Linked DNA regions of Gossypium hirsutum: region 1 is linked to region 2. The links are chromatin contacts, called in public Hi-C maps. All regions are on one chromosome and are shown on one strand. The core of a region is the stretch at or near the end of the contact, and the rest is flanking DNA. Distances in the headings are between cores, read along the strand shown.

What was found. A called contact is a pair of places that touch in the nucleus more often than the background predicts.
Region 1: a Hi-C map of leaf shows a contact between it and region 2, with 3 times the contacts expected there. The contact joins the promoter of LOC107901469 here to the promoter of LOC107892076 in region 2. A contact is called at or near these places in 4 of 34 Hi-C or Micro-C datasets (callus and leaf).

What each region holds. Positions count from the first base shown.
Region 1 is chrD09:18,561,746-18,568,906 of Gossypium_hirsutum_v2.1, forward strand. LOC107901469 (sec-independent protein translocase protein TATB, chloroplastic) reads left to right here and starts at 2,758. Exons shown (of 6, transcript XM_016827493.2): 1 at 2,758-3,235; 2 at 3,324-3,445; 3 at 5,071-5,130; 4 at 5,221-5,389; 5 at 5,645-5,788; 6 at 5,880-6,240. The coding sequence starts at 3,016. The coding sequence ends at 5,959.
Region 2 is chrD09:17,713,945-17,720,693 of Gossypium_hirsutum_v2.1, forward strand. LOC107892076 (60S ribosomal protein L36-3) reads left to right here and starts at 3,019. Exons shown (of 5, transcript XM_041101765.1): 1 at 3,019-3,158; 2 at 3,400-3,575; 3 at 4,144-4,247; 4 at 4,792-4,991; 5 at 5,073-5,331. The coding sequence starts at 4,146. The coding sequence ends at 5,109.

The DNA.
Region 1 (7,161 bases), core at 1,508-4,007, 850 kb after region 2:
AATTGAGATGATCCATATACTTTGAAGGGTATATGAAAGAGGGAAATATTGATAATCTTAATGATACATTTTCAGATTCAAATGATGATGAACTTGGTCAATGACTAACAAATGATGATAAGAAGCACATGTTAAATATTAACCATGGAATAACCAAACAAATATGCACTAGAAAAATTAAATAAAATTGCATATGATATTTATTTTTCTCGCTATTTTTATTAGTAATAGAATTATCATATACTTCGTCAGACTAACATAATGTATACGATGGTTCGATTTTAATTTTTGTAACTTGTTTAGAAATTATTTTCATCATACTAATATTTTGTATAGTAATTAATATTTTTTTAAAATATAAACTATGTAATTATGTAATTATAATTTATACTACTAAATATAATATGCAAAATTACAATATAATTACATTCTATAAGTCAAACAATATAAAAAATTATAATTTTTATAATTATAAAATATATAATTACTATTCTAATAATTATTGCTATCAAATACTATTCATTCTCTATAAAAGAGAGGACGAATAAATAGTCATATCACTTATGCGACCTGTAAAAGTCATGCAAAGACGGCAGAGACGTCAAACTTTGACTGGATGAATTAGTCCATGCGCAAACCAAGAAAGAGGCCAAGTCCCACAAATCTTGTCTTTACCCTCTTTATACCTCTGGTCAGCTTTCTCAAATTTCTGGTAAAGGATCGATGGCATTTTGAACTTTTGAACCAGATGGGGTCACTTCCTTTGTCCCATTGTGGGCAGATCAGGCAAGGCCATCAGGGCAGGCTCAAGTCCATACAATTCAGAGCTGGAAGGAAGAACTATGTAAGCAGAAAATGCAGCATATATGTTCTTTCATATGCTTCAATAAAAACAACAATCATAACCTGGAATGCCACTGTGATTAATTGTATTATTGCCTATAGATGTTGCATCAAATTCAACCCAATGGCAATGACTCCAAATTTGAGATGGTTAAAGTGTACCCCAGATTTGAAACACCACAGGTCTGCTCTCATTCACTATAAAGTTGCCACTAACTCAAGCTAAGAATTTGGGTAACCTTTAACCCGAAGGTCTCATGAATATAACTTTTCTCTAACAAGGTTAAGTCCCAAGTAAAGTCTATTCAAATTTTGTGAACAAAAAAAATAGTCGGAGAGAGCTTTCCTCGCTTTGAGGTCTTGCATTTCGATAATAAAGTCTTACAAAAACAAATCCTGACAGCTACAGTGTCAATAATGATTCAAAACAAACAAAAGCTCCAGCACAAAGTTAAAGAATGAAGAGCAGTAGGGAGTAGGGCTTCCACCATAGATGTCACTCACAGACAACACTATTACATGTAAAAGAATTCTACTCAGATTTGCTATTCTAGAGGTTCGAATCCACTGGCAACTAAAAATCTTTGAATTTCAGGCATCTAGTCTAGGAATGGAAGTTCTGTCATTTGGAATTGGCTTGTATCTACAGATGTTACTCGGACAGGTTTGTTACTTTGTGTTTTTTGCGGCAACTAAGATGGAGCTGAAGCTGAAGTATTATTTTAATTTTTGGTTGCAATCATCTGCATTTGCTGCTTTTTTTAATGTAATAAATGAATGAAAATATGCTCTTTTTATCTCTTACCTGTTCAACAAATACTTTGGCCTTGTTTTGGTATTATATGTTGCAAAGACACGTACCTCTCTATCCTTTTTAAAATATTTGTATTCAACACATAAATTAAATATACTCATACAAAATATATATCCATATTCAACTATCATACTTAGTATCATCCGATCTCCATTACTATGTAGTTTAGAATCTTCAGAGAATTGAAAATATATTCTGATTCTGGATCCTATGTGAAGTTTATTATTTCATTCAATAAATAATTTTAAAAAAAATTTAAGCCACCCTTTTTTTATTATATAATATTATGGTGATAGATGACATGATATAATTTGAACTCTTACCAAAATAGATGTCTAATCAAAACTTTAATCCTTGCTCCATACAAGTAAGTAAATCAAGACAGAACATATTATCCTCTAGTCCTATAATCCATGATTCTATATAATTCATCATTTATATTATATATTATCGTATACTCATATTAAAAAAGGTAAAAAAAAAATCAAAAAATGCATGTCCAGAACGAACCTGGACAAACGCAAGTCTAGGTTCATCTCATCAAAATTCAAAAATCTCAAAACTGAAAACCCTTTTAGATTTACTTTAAAATACACGTGTAGTTGTTAAAATAAGTTTAGAATGAATTTCCAAATTTAGATAAATTTTGGCCCCAATTATTCAAGTTCATTTTGGACATGTATCTTTAGTAAAAAAATTATATAAAATTTCAATAAATTTTTTAATTTTTTATATAGTTATATTTATTTAATAATTTTTTTTAAAAAATCACTATATAAGTCATCCACTCTTTTTTATTTTATTTAATAATGAGGTATAATAATATTATTTATCGATGATATCGATAAATAAAACTTGTGGACCACGGTGTATTAAATATTATTCCTAAGATTAATATGAAAAAGAAAAAGAAAGTATAAGAATCGAATTGAAAATATTACCAATTAATCCAGGGTAAAGGTTATTGAAGAAAGAAAACTGAACGTAACTCATTTTTATCAAACATCGTGGAGAAGCCCTAAAAAATTGGGCTATCTTAAACATGATGTGCCAGCATTTGACTACCTAAATCAAGCCCAGAACTTGGTGATGGCTGATCATGATAGTCAGGTGTCGACCCACATTGAAATGGCCGTTTCAGCCTACAATAAGATCTCCAGAATCCGGATCAAGTGAGCTCCAAAAGAAACCTTCTCTGTAATTGTTGGTATCGTAATCTCCTCGACCATCATTTTCCACATATTGCATTTTTAGACATCTTCCCATTTCAAGATAACCTTGTCCCCTCCCAATTCCATGTCTATGCTCGGAAAAATCTAAGCTCTCCTTAAACTCACTAAAATTATCTATCTCTTCAAATGACCACAATTATGGCCGTCTCAACTTCCGCATTCTTATTCACACCTTCCGTTAGCTCCAAGTCCACTACTTTCTCCTTCTCTCCTTTAGTTTCACATCGCAAATCCTTTCCTTTCCGTTTCACCACGTGGTTTCCTCAGTTGGGTCCATCTTTTTTTTCTCAATGGAGTGGTCTAAAGCATCTGGGCATTTCAATGTCACCAAAATCTCTTAAATTAGGTTTTTTTTTTTTTTTGGTCTGGGTTTCCTCTTTTTAAGATGTCTTTTTACTCTATGCAGTTCATTTATTTTGATTATTGAATTTCAGAAAAAAAAGGAAGATGTAAAGGAAAGGTGGTTCATGCATCTTTGTTTGGCGTTGGAGCTCCTGAGGCTCTGGTTATTGGGGTAGTTGCTTTGTTGGTGTTTGGTCCCAAGGGTCTGGCTGAGGTATGTTCTGCCTTTATATACTAAGGGACAAGTCATTCTCATTTGCATGTTGTTTCAATTATAAGCACCAACCTGTCACTTGCTCCTTTTATGGTTTGTAACATTTGATGATTTTCCAGGCTGTTTGTGTCTATCATATGTTTGTAATGTATGTATTTGTACAGTTCAAGTTTCTAATTTCATGCGGGTATTGGATTTAGATAGGTCCTAAGCTTTGGAAACGTAGGCTTTGTGGCAACTATTTTAAAATATTAATCTCTATTCAACGCTTCAAATATGAATTAATCAACAAGAAGCAAAAAAATTGGTAGAATTTTCTAAGGAGTGCCTGGGAAGTTGGTATGATAAATTGTTGAAACTGAAAATTATTGCTGGTTTAGTGTTGGATTTTATAGACAATACTTAGCTTTGCTTGAAACTGAAATTGATATGGTTTCTTGTCTTATATTAGAATTCAAATGTTCGTTTAAATTATAATCTTAGATGATAGAAAGAATCCTTTTTATTGAAAGCCATTCCCATGACTTAATTTTAGTAAAGAGAAGGAAAATTTTTCGCTTATTTTGAAGAAGTCTTATTTTTTATCAGTTTTTACTCATCTTTCTAGTTTCAAATTTAAAATTGTACTAACTATTCTTTAGTTTATATCTAACTATTGTACTACATCTGTAATAAATAAGCATTTTCCTCATATATAAGACTAGTAACCAAGCGAGGCATTAATGTAGTGTTGTTTGACAAGATAATGATTTTTTTCCCTTGATGCAAAAACATTGTTGTCATTTAAGTCCAATTCATTCCATTGTATTACCCTATTTTAAACTCTTAAGTTCCCCTATCCTTTCAGGGCTCATTCTAATGATGCCTTGATGTATTTAGTGATCCAGATCTTTAAGAATAAGTGTTGTGTCTTTTACCTCAGATCCCTCTTGACATTTTACTAAATGGTTGAATATGTCAAGAAGAATCTAACTTGTGAGGACTGGAGAGTTAAAAGACATTAATTTTGCTATATATCACATTTTATTAATTAGGCTTCAAGTTATTCAAATCGAAGGGATGAATATTTCCTTAGGTATTGTGATAAGGACTGATAATCAATTATTAAATATGCTGTATCCATGATGTCTGATGTACCATAAAGGCATTAAAATAAAACATATAAGTGCTTGGATGCTTTGATTCTTTACGAAGTAGCTGCATTGTATCAAGAATTTATTTACAAGTGCATGGCAGACATTTTGATGCCTTCCATAAATGACTATTCTCCCAGTTTAGCAAATGTGGTCGCTAAATGTTGAGGCTGCATTATATTGTTACTTTTGCTACTTATTTTAAATAATTAAAAATTATAGAAAAGTCTTTTGCGTACAAAATATGTCACTGTCCTTTTATGTAAGATAATTATGTTTAAATTTTGTCACATTTGATCTGCATATTCGTTTTTTAGTTGAATACAATTATGCTTTTTACCATTCATATATTATTCTGTAGAAATTTTTGAGGAAGCGAAAACCAAGTTTTAAATATGTTGATCAAATGATCAAACAGAACCTTTATAGTTAGGATCATATTCTGTTTAAGTTAAATCCTCTCAGCCTCTCAAATGGCATATTAAAGTGCAGGTTGCTAGGAATCTAGGGAAAACATTGCGTGCGTTTCAACCCACCATTAGAGAACTTCAGGTAGGGTCTGAACCCTTTGGTTTTACTCATATCTTTACCATGTAATAACTCTGCCCTTCTGAACTCTTCGCCTTTATATCTTCTGTGAAGGAAGTTTCGAGGGAATTCAAGAGCACCCTTGAAAGGGAGATTGGTCTTGATGAAATGCCGAGTTCAACACAAAATACACTGAATAGGAACAGTCCCTATCTAAGTAACGTTCCCCTAACACCTTCACCAGTTACCAGTGCTGAGGAAACTGGTAGTGATGCTGTCCCGGGTAAGCTCTTTATATTCTTATATTTTGGGCTAATTAGTGGCATGAAATTGTCTTATAAGGTTTTTCCTTTGAATCTCACTTACATTATTATGATCTCTTACCCTGAAACATTTACTAAATGCTACTGCATAGCGTTTGATCCTTCTTTTTATGGCTTAGTGGTAGGAACTTTCCTTATTCCTTATCCCTTTTCCCATTCCCCTTGTGTATTCCAATGAAATTTAAGAAGCATGCAATTCTGTCGCTTTACTGCAGATGGTGCTCAATCCATAAAAGACGCATATACTAGTGAAGAATACTTAAAGATCACAGAAGAGCAGCTAAAAGCTTCATCCAAACAGCAGGACCAGACCGCCTCTCCCAGCGAGACCGAGTTAGGATCCCAAAATCAACATGAAGGTTGGTTCTTCTTCTTCTTTTTCTTTGTATTTCTCTGTCTATTGCCTTTCTCTTTCTCACTTTGATGTTATTTGTGCAAAATCAATAACAGCTACTCCCAAAGAAACTACCACTGCTACTGCTGCGATGCCTCCGTCTCAGAAACCAGAAAGCGAGACGGAAAATCCATGAATGGAGATAGAATGTTTATCGTAGAGAAGCCTCTAATTAGGGTACTAGAAACTTCCTCAGAAAGGTATAAAGCAAGGAAAGAAACACCACGTTTTGCCCCTTTGTTATTCATCTAAATTTTGGTTCAAGTCACTGTATATTAGATCTTTGCAAATGTGCTACCTGTACGTAGTAACCAAGAGTAATTGTACAACATAATTTGATCTCAAGACGATGTTTTCATTGGAGGACTGCCATGTTTTGGATTAGTGATTGTCAAATCCTCATTTTGTTCCTCTTCACTCTGGAGATGTTTGTCTGCATTTTAACTAAAACCTTTCTGATGAAACAGTAGGGACAAAATACTATCCCAAAATCTCAATTGACAAATATATGAACACTTTTTGGATTGCAATATTGATGATTTCTTTCAATTTCCCAAAATAAAGTTGCAGGGAAATTAATTTTTTAAAAGCACACTTTTTAATATTAAACGGACCTTCACCAAGAGGTGGTGAGGTAGAATTAAAAAGAACAAAATTTCATCGGTTAGCAGCTTGAATTTGGCATGAACTGATCATAAGCTTGTTTTTATATTTTGCTACTTAAATATTTTTGTTTCATTTTAAAAAAATTAGGAGATGTATCACATGTTGTATCTTTATGCATGTCAATCGGTGACATGACATCCATAAAAAAATCTAAATTAAAAATATTATATAAAAAAACATTATTAAAAAATTATGTAAAATATAAATAATTCAAAAAACTAAAAAGGAAAACAACAAAAAATTTAAAAATATATAATAAAAAGCTATAAATATATAAATTCTATAGTTTCTAAGAATTATATATATGCGAAAAATATATATATATTTAAAAAATATTTAAATTTTAGAATATTACGAAAATGGTACATAAACATTTTTGTTGCTCAATTTGGTACCTATGTTTTTTGGGATCAATTTAGTACTTGACTTGACATATTTTCTTAATTTGGTACCTAAACTTCTTTTAGGTTCAATTTGAGTAGGCTTAAATATACATTTGGCCCTTAAATTTGTCATTTTTCTCAAGTTGATACTTATGATTTTATTTTATTACCTAAATTTTCATTAGGTTAAGGGTTTTGGTTCGCTTTTTTTTTTTTTTTTGTAATGGTGTTAAGTTTGGGATACATAGCACTTTCAAATAGGTACACAAGGAAATGTTGATGTCATTAT
Region 2 (6,749 bases), core at 1,769-4,268:
TTGTTATTTATCAACAATTATGTATTTATTTCATGAAAATATCTAATGTTGACTTAAGTATGAGGTGACAGAGAATCAGTGATAAAAGCCCCGTTGAAACATTGGGAATGTATCAGATATAAATGTCATGACATTAAGGGAATGAGATCCCATGTAAGACCATGTCTAGGACATGACATTGGCATCATTGATATTATGAGAGGTCCCATGTAAGACCATGTTTGGGACATGGCATTGGTACCGAGATGAGAGGTCCCATGTAAGACCATGTCTGGGACATGGCGTTGGCACCGAGATGAGAGGTCCCATGTAAGACCATGTTTGGGACATGGCGTTGGCACCGAGATGAGAGGTCCCCTGTAAGACCATGTCTGGGACATGGCATGGGCACTGATATGAGAACTCTCATGTAAGACCATATCTGGGATATGGCATTGGTAATACAGAAAACATCCCATGTAAGACTATGTTTGGGACATAGCTTTGGCATGTATTATCAGACAAGAGACCCGAGTATCCTTAGTATTCCAAGTGATTCAACGGGCTAGTAAATAGACCATGTTACATGAAAGTTCAGATAAAAGCATAATAATAAATTCAGGTGAGTTATAATGATTGAGAATATCTTAGTTATCAGTTGAGAAAGAAATTTTAGCAAGGGAGGAGTAAGTTATAATCATGAGTTATTTAGTAAGCATGTAAGTAAAAAAGTGAGTAAGTAAAGAAGCGAGTAAAGATTCTAATGTTTGATGAAATTTATGAGTATGATTATTTATGATAAATGTTGTTATTTATTTACTTGTAAACTTACTAAACTTTATGCTTACTTTCTTTATTTTCCTTATTTTTATAGTATCGCCAAGTCAGTTCGAGGATCACAAGGACGTCGGAGTTCGTCTCACACTATCTACAGACATCTCGGTATTATGTAATTTCGAAACGTGTAAAGCTATAGCATGTATAGAGACTTAGTCATTTTGAATGTGTTTATATGATATGGCTAATGGTTAGCTATTGAAATGGCTAATTAAGAACATGTGTGGTGTTATGAATGCCTAGGTGATAGTTTATACCTAGAAAATATGAAAGAGTAAAAATTTGCAATGAAACAATTTTGGGACAGCAGTAGTGACGTGACTTTGAAAAATCACCAAGGATAGTATAAAATAAATTATAGAGTGAATGATATATAGAATTAAAGCTTATCGAGTCTATTTTCGTAGAAAAATAATGGTATGGGTAAAAGAATTTTATATTCTGAGATATTTGAATTTTGGTTAGAGAGGGTCAGAATGGTTTTTGGAGTCCCCTGTTTTAACTTTAGAAAATCATTAAAAATTGTAAAAAAATAATTATGAGTTATAATTTATATTTCTAGATTCCTTAGTGAGTCTATTTTCTGTAGAAACAAGTGAGAACACCATATGAAAATCATAAGATGAGAAAATTGATTTTTAGTAAATAAAGGTCAGAACCATCAGGCAGTAAAATAGGGGAGACTTTAATGAATAAAATGTACTAATTGTCTAATCCAAAAATTCTAAAAATTTTATGGTAAGATGATATATGAGTCTAGTTTTAGGAAAAATTTACAGATCTAAATTTTGAGTTTTTTAACTCGAGTTATAATTAAATTAGTGACTGCTGCGCAGGTGCACAACATTATGGTGAACAGTGAAATAAATTTTAAAAGTAAATTTATGGTTTGAACTGATAAGTTAAATCAGATAACGCCTCGTGCTCGACTCCGGCAACGGTATCGGGTAAGGGGTGTTACAACTGCCTCTATATGTCCAGTTCTTTTGTGCCATCTTAAAGCAAAAATGCCTCTACAGTTTTCGACACTTGTTTTACCGATGTTTTTTACTATGCTTTGTTTTTCATAACTATTTTTTTAGTAGTGATCATGGATGTGTAACTAGCACTAACAACTCTGTTAACATTTTCTATAATTGTTATTATGATTCAATTTAAAGAAAAGAATTATAAATATGAATCTTATATCAATTAGTAACATATTTTTGCATAAATTGTATTTAAAAAAAAAGTAGGTTATGACATATTCGTACGTATTAATGTTTTTCTTTTTGGTGTTCAATGTATGATAAATGTATGGATAAGTTTTCGTTTTGGTCACTTACTAGAAAAAAGTTACAATTTGATCATTGAATTATTCAAAAGTTTTCATTTAAGTCTTTGAGCTATTAAAATTGATGCTATATGATTTTCTCTATTTGTATTGGTTGCACCAATTAAACAACTTTCTTTCCCCTTCTCTTTTGGAATTTCTTTTCATGAAACAATTTTGGATGCCAAGAATTTGCTTACCAAAATTAATCAGATTTGTTCTTCAATCTACGACACGGACCGTCAAATCGACTTGAATCTAAGGTATATTCTTCTAATCGTCGATGGGTATTGGTCCACGATATTAATCGTCGAATCATTGCTTGGAACTTGTTGAGAGAACTTTTAAAAAAAAACCTTAACAACATAGTAACTTAAATAAAAACTTTGAATAATTTAGCGACTTAAATAAAATTTTTCGAATAATTCAATGACTAAACTCCAACTCTTTTAGTTAACAGATCAAAACGAAAATTTACTCATAATTTAATGACTAATGATATAGTTTACCTTATTCATAATTTTTTATATGTTAATCATTCATTTATTCAAAATTTAATATATTTATTTATATTATATAACATTTCATATTTATTTCTTTATTTGAAAGGTTTAATTCACTATTTGTTTTTTAAAGTATAATATATATTTTTCTATTTTGATACTTAAACTTTTTTTTATTCCAATTAAGTATGTAAAGTATTCAAACGTTAAAATCTTTAGCCCAATTATAAACTAATGTTAAAAAAAATGCATCAATCACGCAATGCCATATGGCTCTTTTGTTTTACGGTGCAAATTATGAAAAAAAACTGAAAATATTTTATTAAAAAAAGAGAGAAAAGTTTAAATATTTTACTTTTTATTAAATGCAAATAAAAAAAATTACTCTCTCCCCCCCTTCCCCTCCTCCCCAACAATAATTGAGCAAGCAAGTCAAGGTGCCGCACTGCACCACCAAACTCTTACCTTTTCTCTCCTCTACTTAAATCACATAACACCGGAAGAAACTGAAATGTTTTTTATTTTTGGTAAAATACGCTTCGTGTGGTTGTTTGGTTATCTATTTTGACTTGTGGAGATGTGATTTTTGTGAAGGCTTCTTCTATTAGCTGGGTTTGATGAATTTATTTTTCCTCTTCTAAGTTCTAAACCCATTGTTTCTCTTTGCCTTGTTTTGTTTTTATATAATTTTATAAAAGAAAGACGCGTGGCACGACACCATCAACCATTTCGTTGACGAGTAATAGTCAATTTTTAAATTTTGTTTAGGTTGAAATAGACATGCAATTGGGCCGCAAATGGTGATTTTGGGTTGGATCATGCCTTCAACCCAACCCTAGGAGGGAACTCACTTGCCAATTCGCCCTTATATATATACTCTTTAAGAACAACGTACGCAAAACCCTAACACTCCTTTAGTCCGCCATAGATCGCCGTCTCGACTGGTAAATCGCGCTATCTCTAAACCCTCCTTCTCTTCTTCTTTCTTCTTCTGAATATTTTCCCTTCTTTCATTGCTTGGGAAATGAAATGCCGTGCTCAAACATTTAAGTAGCTTTAGCTGCTTTTGGCTATTGCAATGAATTCAAACTGTGTTTATTAACTGCCCTTCTTCATTCGTGGGTTTTCTTTTAAAGATTATATCACATTGGCTTTTCGATTTTATATGTATCGTTTTCGTTTTAATTTCAATTTTTCTAACTTCATTAATTTTATAGGTTTTTAAACCCTTTTTTAATTTCATTTGCAGTAAATCTTGGTCTTGAGATATTTGGGATTATCATGAATCCGTTTTATATATATTTTACTGCTGAATCATGCTAATAAATTATGTGAAATTTGAGAGGTTTTTGAGTCCTAAGTTAAAGAATCATTTATATATATCTGCTAATGTTTGAAGCATGAGTTGAAATCTAAATGAACGGTAATCTAGATTTGATAGCTTATTGAAATGCCGCTCGAATGTTGTGCTTTTCATTCTATTTATCATGATTTTTTTGTTTACTTAAGCAGGCATGGCCACCAAGCAGCCAAATACAGGCCTTTTTGTAGGACTGAACAAGGGCCATGTTGTAACCAAGAAGGAATTGGTTCCACGTCCATCTAACAGAAAAGGAGTAAGTGCATCCTATGCCTAATTAAGTTCTTTTTTTGTAGAACAATAGTAAACGATTATATGTAAGAGTCCTTTGCCAAAAGGTAAAAATACCATGAAGTCCCTGTTCTAGGAGTCAAATTGCATTTTACTCCCTTTATTCAAAAAATGAAATGAGCAAATTAGTTTATATACCTTAGATCAAAGAGCAAAGAGCAAATTGATTCATGTGTACCTTATTTTGATGTATAGGAACTAATTTTTAATAGTAGAAATGAATGAAATTTTAACAAAAAGACCTGTGTTTGCTCTTTGATCTAATGTAAATAGACTAAATTGACTACTTTTTGAGTAGAGAGAGCAAAATGAAATCTTGACTCCTAGTATAAGAGTTTTCATGGTACTTTTACCAAAAGAGAGAAGGGAAAAAATGCATGAAAAAAGGGCAGCACTACCTTTGAATAGCCATATTAGATCTTTTGTTATTCTTTGTATTTAATCTTTTGGAAGGGATTGGATCTTAGAGTGGAAGTTGAAATCATGATTTATCTTATTTCTTTTCCCAGAAAACTAGCAAAAGAGTCCATTTTGTGAGGAACTTGATAAGGGAAGTTGCTGGTTTTGCACCGTATGAGAAGAGGATTACGGAGCTTTTGAAGGTTGGTAAGGACAAGCGAGCTCTCAAGGTAGCTAAAAGAAAATTGGGAACTCACAAGAGAGCCAAGAAGAAGCGTGAGGAGATGTCGAGTGTTCTCCGCAAGATGAGGTAACTCATATATATGTTATTATATCAGATGACATTGAATTATGTCTTCGTCTTACGAATATGTTGATGATTTGCATGCAGGGCTCATCATCCTGGAGGTGGAGACAAGAAGAAGTGAAGCTTTTATTTTTGTTGATTTATGGACAAGCTTGAAGGTTTCATTTAGTAGCTGTTAGGGATTTTGTTTAGCACTTTGTTTGAGACTGAAAACCATGCACTCAAATTTGCTGCTTTACTTGAATTACTACAAGGTTTTTTTTGTTTAAAATGTGTTTATTATGCACTCGTAAAAATTCAATGAAATGCAAAACATGGCTGGGGCCATGGATTTAAAATCAAACTATATGTCACAGCTCAATTGATTCGAATATGTCAGTTGAAACTTTTTAAAAGAAATTAAAAATATAAAATTTATAAAATTCATCTCCTGGCAATCTGTGTATGAGCTCTGTTAATTTTTACGTATAAATAATTTAAGTTTAAGGGTTAAATTTTTCTTTTTATAGTTGAAGGTCAAATTATGCTTTTATTATTTTATCAAAATAAATTAAAAATTAGACTATAAATGGAAAACATGATACATTCAAAATATGTGTGTACGATTATGTAACACAATTAAGGTATGCGACTGAAGTTGGTTTTGAGAGCCAAAATCTTATTAACTTGTTTATTGTTGGCGGGTTCAACTTACAATTTTTCTTTTAATTTATTTATTCAACCAGTCCATTGATTTTTATCTCATCCAAGTTTAGTTTTTTCATAAATGTATGATCCAATTGACTTGTTCAAATATTCAATGCAATAAGAAAATATAAATATTTACAATCGAATTAATCTTAATACAATTATACTTGAACTTCCATGGTTAGAAAGGATGGAGCCCAATCACGACATTCGTATCCATGCTCATGTTTGTAAAAGCAACAACCATTTGGTTTTTTTTTTTCGTTCTTCTTGCCCTGCAAAGTGGCCTCATTGAACCCCAACAAAATGAATCGACCATTTCAAAGAACTATAGTAAAGAAGATACATGGTATGTGTCTTGTTGCCGAAGTGATTTTGGCAACAATATTCCTCTTACCATCCAAAGCATTTAAGCTCTAGCATATCGATCTATCTCTTCCACAATTGAATGTATAATAGTTAATTTGAGAAGCCTTTCTAATTATCTACATTTCATTTGATTCACATCAATTTCTTTCTTCTTTTTAGATGACACGACACTTAATAACCGATCACATTTATACTCAATATCAATGTTACTAGCTCCGATTATCACATTTTCATTGATTGAAAAACCGATTGTTAAAGCGACATCTTCTAATGTTAGTCATTTCTCAATATGAAAAATGGAATGTATTCGTTATCGGACTCCATCTTTCCAACAAGGTGGGAAGCAATTCTAATTTCATAATAAACTTTGTTATCATAGATATCACATGTAAACCATCACTCTTCAAGCAATTTACAATACATCTATCATCCTCCGAAAATTTTAAATTATGTTGAACACAAATAACTTGATATTTCAACCGCTAAAAAACCCACATAAAAATGTTTAATTTCTCAAAATCTTAAAAAAAATATTTCTGTAAAAGATTAAAATTTTTTAAAAAAATTGAATTAAAAATTTTACCATATTAAAGACATAATTTATTACATTTTCTTCCTAAAACTTTCAAGCGACCATTTTTTCTCGAAAAAAGAAGAAGAAAATAACAAGTTTATTGGAGAGAGTTTGAGAAACTTTTGATGGAA